Linked DNA regions of Zea mays: region 1 is linked to region 2. A link is a contact called in public Hi-C data. All regions are on one chromosome and are shown on one strand. The core of a region is the stretch at or near the end of the contact, and the rest is flanking DNA. Distances in the headings are between cores, read along the strand shown.

The links. A called contact is a pair of places that touch in the nucleus more often than the background predicts.
Region 1: a contact with region 2 is called in a Hi-C map of ear, with 2.4 times the contacts expected there. The contact joins the promoter of LOC100217181 here to the promoter of LOC100382841 in region 2. A contact is called at or near these places in 2 of 25 Hi-C or Micro-C datasets (ear and tassel).

What each region holds. Positions count from the first base shown.
Region 1 is chr5:189,831,617-189,834,915 of Zm-B73-REFERENCE-NAM-5.0, reverse strand. LOC100217181 (putative casein kinase family protein) reads right to left here and starts at 1,320. Exons shown (of 14, transcript NM_001143542.1): 1 at 870-1,320; 2 at 709-749. The coding sequence starts at 945.
Region 2 is chr5:189,394,374-189,397,292 of Zm-B73-REFERENCE-NAM-5.0, reverse strand. LOC100382841 reads left to right here and starts at 1,302. Exons shown (of 9, transcript NM_001350020.1): 1 at 1,302-1,510. The coding sequence starts at 1,451.

The DNA.
Region 1 (3,299 bases), core at 71-2,570, 440 kb before region 2:
GAAAAACGGTCAGGTAGTGTGCCTTGAGGCTGAAAGGGGTACTACCAAGACTAAGACTGAAAGATCATATTGCTTGAAAATGGCTAACCTCATTCTGTCTCAAAACGTAATACTATATGTTCAGGCTACAAATCCATTACATATAGAGCAATATAACCTAAATTTTCCCATAGCACTTTTTTTTGCTTTAGTCAATCCATAATCCACGTCATACATACAGGATAAAATGTAAAATTTAAAGTTCTCTTATCACGGACCACCATAAATCAACTTTCTGCAAGTGCTATTTCATATGTTCAAAATGGCCCTATGAAATATGACTCGTTACTTCTTTTCCCTAAAAAAAAGGAGGAGCTGTTATACAGCCACACTAATGAAAGGTAACAGAACCATGATTTGGACTGAATCCACAGGTCAATTCGCATGGACAACCAAGAAACGGTTTGAAAGTCTTGTTATTAGTCATGTAAAAATATAACTCAGAACCATGTCAGTATCTTTGAAAGCAATTACATGCACAGCACCATTCATTTTCATAATTATGTCATGCCATAATCTACACGAGAATTCTTCGGGGAAACGGTTCTAGCAATGGTTGGCCAAATATATGTTTGCATATGGAACAAACTAATGCCGAATGTCAGGCATGTATTTCCACGATAGGGAGAAAAAAAAATGGTCCACGAACAGTATCAAACTATCTCATACCAACTTGATAGCCACCTCCTCGCCGCTCTGTACGTTGACACCTGCAGCCAAAAGGAAACATCATCGCATCAACGACAGACGCGGAACGACGAGCAGTACAAAACAGCGGCGCGTAGGAACCCGCAGACACGCGTGGGTCAAGGGCCCGGCGAGACGCTTACCGAGATAGAGCTCCCCGAAAGATCCGCTCCCGATCTTCTTCCCAAGCTTAAACTTCCCTCCGATCACGTGCTCCATTCCCGCAACCCCGCACCGCACGATTCACCCGGCCAACAACCGCCCCGCAGATCGTCCCTCTCCGATGGAGAGCGCTCACATTGCCCGTCTGCAGCGAGATTCGAGCCCGGAGCGCCCGGGAACAAGGGTTTCCCCGGATCTCCCAACCCAACCCAGGGTAGATTCCGCGCTGCGAAACGCCACGTGCGACGGAGCAGTCAAGGTCGACCGGCGGACGGGCGGGCGGGCGACGACGAGGCGGATCGAATTGGCGAGCGACCTCGGACGTGGGGCGAGGGAGGGATTCGCGTCTCTGATTTCCGGGGGAATTTTTTCGGGGGGTGAGAAGGGCGGGGGTGAGAAAGTGTGGAAGGGATGGGTGGGACGCGGAAACCGTGGGAGACGGACGGGGCAGGGCAGGACAACGGGTAGGTGGGATAGGAGAGCACGGGCACGGGCACGGCGTCTGGTTTTGTTTTCGCATGGTTCTTTCTTGCGTTGCGTCTAGTTTTTGTGAGTCCCATTCCCATCCCATCCTATACATGTTTGTTACCGAACGTCCAAATCAAACTGAATGAATTAGTGGAGCTCCCGTGGTGCCAACACGCGGTGACTTTCGTCTGGCACAAAAAAAACAAGCTGAATGAATTAACGTTTCAAAAGAGAAGGACAGCAGTGGTGGAACCGAAAGTTGTCGTTTGTGATGTGGGATTGACAGCCTCACCTCCTATTTTTATACGTACGTAAAGTGTTTGCATCTTGTTTAGCCCCTGTTTGTTTCGGCTTTTCACAGCTTCTGGCCATCAGAAGTTGCTGCGGACTGCCAAACACTCAGCTTTTCAGACAGCTTCTATAAAATTTGTTTGAGTAAAAACCATTCAAAATCAACATAAACATATAATCGGTTGAGTCGTCGCAATAGTAGTAATCCGTCACTTTATAGATCCTGAGCCCCATGGAAAACTTTATCTTCCTCCGCACGTAATCCTAATGATACTCAGATTTTCTACACAGCCAGATTCTTCCCACAGCTAGATTCTCGAAAAAGCTGGTCAGAAAAAAGCTGAACCAAACAGGCCCTTAGACTACCACTCTTGGATGCCTGCACTTTTGTATGGGTTGCGTCTCATTCTTCTCATATTTATGCAAATCTATGTTCATTGAAATAGAGTGAATATATGTCACATTTATTAATTTAATTTAATTACTATCCATATGTAAAATTTCACCAATAAATATCAAAAAGCTTGCAATAATTCCTTACAAATTAATTAATAAGGTTGTCATATTTTATAATAGTTTTTTACTGAGTCTCTACTAACTATTAAGACGATAGTGTAGACCACGGTGAAACCATGTCCTCACCTTGACGCCTATAGAAAAATCGTCCAAAATTATTGCGCTCGGGAGGGGGATCCAACCCATGGTATGGGAAGACATCGCACAACACTATATATGCTATGCTAGCCACTTGAGCGCAAGCAAGTTTGTATCTAATAGTCAATATATGTTATAAATATGTGTAGACTAGGTTTTCAAAATAATAAAAAATCATATCATGTCGGGCCGACATTACGGCCCGAGACAACGGCCCAAGCATGACATGTCTCTCGGGTCGGACTGTCACGAGTCCCATCTTAATAGTGTCGGGCCAAACCACGACACTATTAAATGAGTCATACCTCATGTCGGCCCGCTAGGCACGACTCATTTGACCATCTATGCTAACACCCTCCTTCCGCGCCATTCGTCAGTCGTAGGCCCCACACATCCCGCGCTCCTCGCCTCCTCCACGTCCGCGTCATACGCCCACCATCCTCGCCTCCCTCCACTTTGGTTGTCAACTGTGCATGCCCCCCGCTTGTTGCCCCTACCTCCTCGATCCCCTGCGGGTCGACATATCCCCCTGGTCCCCTCCCTCATCTTCTCCCTTCGCCTCCTCCTCGACGCTCGTGCCTCCGACAAGGATCCCGAGGGGCTCGTGGCCGGCGTCGAGGCGCTCAAGACTCCATCCAGGGCCGTGATGGGTTGTCTTATCCGTGTGCGCGCTACTTCTACAAGGTGGACGAGGAGCTGATGCACAACATGATCTAGGTCAGCATCGAGGACGTCACGCGGGTCGCGCACGTTGTGTGTCAGGCATGGTCGAGACTCGAGAGGAAGTGTGGCGCCATTGTCAACATCGGCTCCGGTGCCACTTTTGGTATGCCTTCCTATTCGCTCTATTCTGACTACGCCACCACCAAATCTCAGGGAGCATTTCAGATATTATTTTGTCTAATTGTTCTTCAACCTCAATTGAGATGTCCAAAAATTAAGTGCTTATACCTTTTGATTTCCCTTTTGCTTTTGTTTTGACATTGTCAGATATAGTA
Region 2 (2,919 bases), core at 53-2,552:
GCCCCAACACATTGCGTCTACTGGCATCAAACTGTTTTTCATTCTCTCACCATTTAAGCTTGGCTGACCACAAGTTAGCAAGTTCCAACAATATTCACTTGGCTTTAATCTATACCGGCTTCTACTGCTTTTATAATGTTGTCTCTATGGACTGTAGCTGTAGCAGTCCAAACATTTAGCTTTAATCCGAAGAGAACAACCCCGGTCTACACGCGCAAAGAAGATCTAAAAACCCACAGTTTTGCGCGTTGGTGACGAGCATCCGGTTATCATAGTTTTTATAAGCGATTTCTTAGCGAGGTGTTAACTATAGAAATCGTTTAGCAGTTTCTAGGATGTGAGTGCTCTTAGAGACAGATACGCTGAATAGCCTACACAATGTTACCCTCTTCCTACTCTGCTTTGTTTTTGTAGTAGTACGTGGGTTGGAAAATGGAAGGTCGAGCGTTTGAAGACCCCATTCGATATTTCCATGCCGCACGGCTCTCGGGCGCATATTGTGTTGCCATACGCTGATACGCATGCAGCCGTTGCCCCCCATCCGTCCGTTTCCCCCAAAACACAGACGGAACCGGCGGGAGGCGGGGGAAGTAGAAGAAAGAAGAAGCGTAACAGAATACTAGAATGGAACGGAACGCGGACGGGTGGGGGAAACGGCTCCCAATTCCAATCCCCACACGCAATGCAAGCCTCACTAGCTCATGCCCCCCGGGCCCGGCGGGACGCGTGAGCGGCACTGGGGGCGAAACGCTTTTGTTATGCTGCGAGGCATGGGGCGGGCGGGAGGAGGCCGGCCGCCGCCGCCTCCGCGTCGCGCGCGGGCCGGGCCCTGGCTGCTAGCAGCGCGGCATTATTGCGCCCGATCGCGTGCGTACTGTGTAACCGCACCGCGCCTCGGGTGGGTCGTATCGTACTAGTAGTAGTAGTAGACCGTATAGACATGGGATGCCTAGGGGCCGGCCTGGGGGCAGCTGGTGGCTGGCCGCTCTGTCTCTGTGCTCGCCTGCTCGGCATCAATGCGCGCGGCGCCAGTGCATGCCGTCTGCAGTCCGTAGAATCGCTGTAGATGGCCAGCAGTCCGGGGCCACACACACGCAGAGAGGCAACACGTGAGCCGAGGGGACTCTCTCGCAGCCTCTGACCGCGTGGGGCCGGATGATAAATCACGCACGGCGAGCGTAGACGGCTAGCACAGCGAGTGTCACTCTCTCTGGGTTTTCAAAGGTTTGAGAATATCAAACTTTCTTAAATTTGGTTTTATAAATTTATAAAACGGAGGTCGAAAAGAGACGTGCGCCAGCGGCCGAGCCTGCCCTGCACCTGCGCGGTTATAAAACGCTAGGGAGAGGGCGGGAGCAAGAGCGCTTGGCGAGGTCCTGGATGACTGACTGACCACACTAGCGCAGCGCGCACAGGAGCAAAGGGGGGCATCCTCTATCGCGCGCGCGCCATGGCCACCAGGCCGGGCCCTTTGACTGAATGGCCATGGCAAAGGCTTGGAAACTTCAAGGTGCGTATATGGCAAGCGTTCACGCATGGTGTGCTTGCTACTCTCCTATCCTCTTTCTTTCATCTTCACCACGCCTTCTTCTTCCTTGGTTTCGTTTCGCCTGCGGGCGCGTGAGATCTATCCGATGCGCGCGTCGGAGGCCATGGCTGTGCTCCGGCGGTTTCGGTGCTGTAGGACTACCGTCACTCGTACTGTTTGCATGCGTGTGATGGTAAGCTTCATCTAGGAGGTTACTGTCTGTGCGTGTACAGAGGGGCGTGATGAGTATATTAAAACGAGATTACTGTAGTAGCTCATGCACATGTAACTGCTTTCCGCAACGAGGTGGTGCCTTTTTTCCCCCCACTTCAGATATGGTAATGACGGTGTTATCATTAGAGAAGTATAATAAGTGGCCGTAATCAGGCTAAATGTTGATGTGGAGCGGAAAGAAGAGGAGGAAAATGAGAAGTAAACTTATAGCCAGCTTCAACGCAAAGGTCACTGCAGCAGCAGTGGGCTGAATTATTAAACTTGTTCTTAGAACGCTGTTCTGTATGCTGTATAGCTTTTGGCTTGCTTCCATCGTATGTATGAAGTCATCGAACACGGCTCTTAGGCTGTCTTGGATAGATCGTGTAGAATAGGAGATACGGAACTAACTATAGATGAGATTGTTTGACACTGTTTTGCAGAGTAAATTTTGAAATAGACGATACGGTAAGGGATATGATAGGGATACGCTGGAGATAACCTTGACTGTACACTGTAGAGTAGATAACGTCCCTAGAAACAAAGAAAGTGGTGTAGAGTAGATAACATCACAAGCACCATATTCTTTTACTATCTCTAAAAGTTTTTTTGTCCTCTGTATTTTATTTTTCTCCAACAACAACGTACCTATATGTTAAATACTTATATATAAGACATATTTTACTATATGTTGGTAGATTTATGTATGTAAATATCTGTTATACCTTAAATATCTTACTTATACATATTTTAATTTTGCTTAAACCGTTGTCTAAAGTATAAAAAAATAGATAGAAGAGAGGAGATAGAGTCTCTCTCTATATATAAATTTGAGGATCATCTTTTATATTTATATTTAGCGGACACTTTAGAGAATATCATTGAAGCGTATGGACGAGAAAATTTTATCTAAATATAAGTTGGGGAGATCGTTTAGAGAAAATAAAAAAAGACCTTCATTCTCGTCATCATTCGCGTATGCTCGCATTTATGCATATACGAAATATAATACACGAAAAGCCGAGAATACTGGGTACATATAAATGTGTGTGCTCCTGACCCCATTGCTCTTTTGGGATGCATATGGTATGGTTAGCAATCGGTACCACTACCAGATCCGATCATCATATCTGAGAATGAGATGTGTGGACAGGGGATGGGAATTATGACCTCATTTC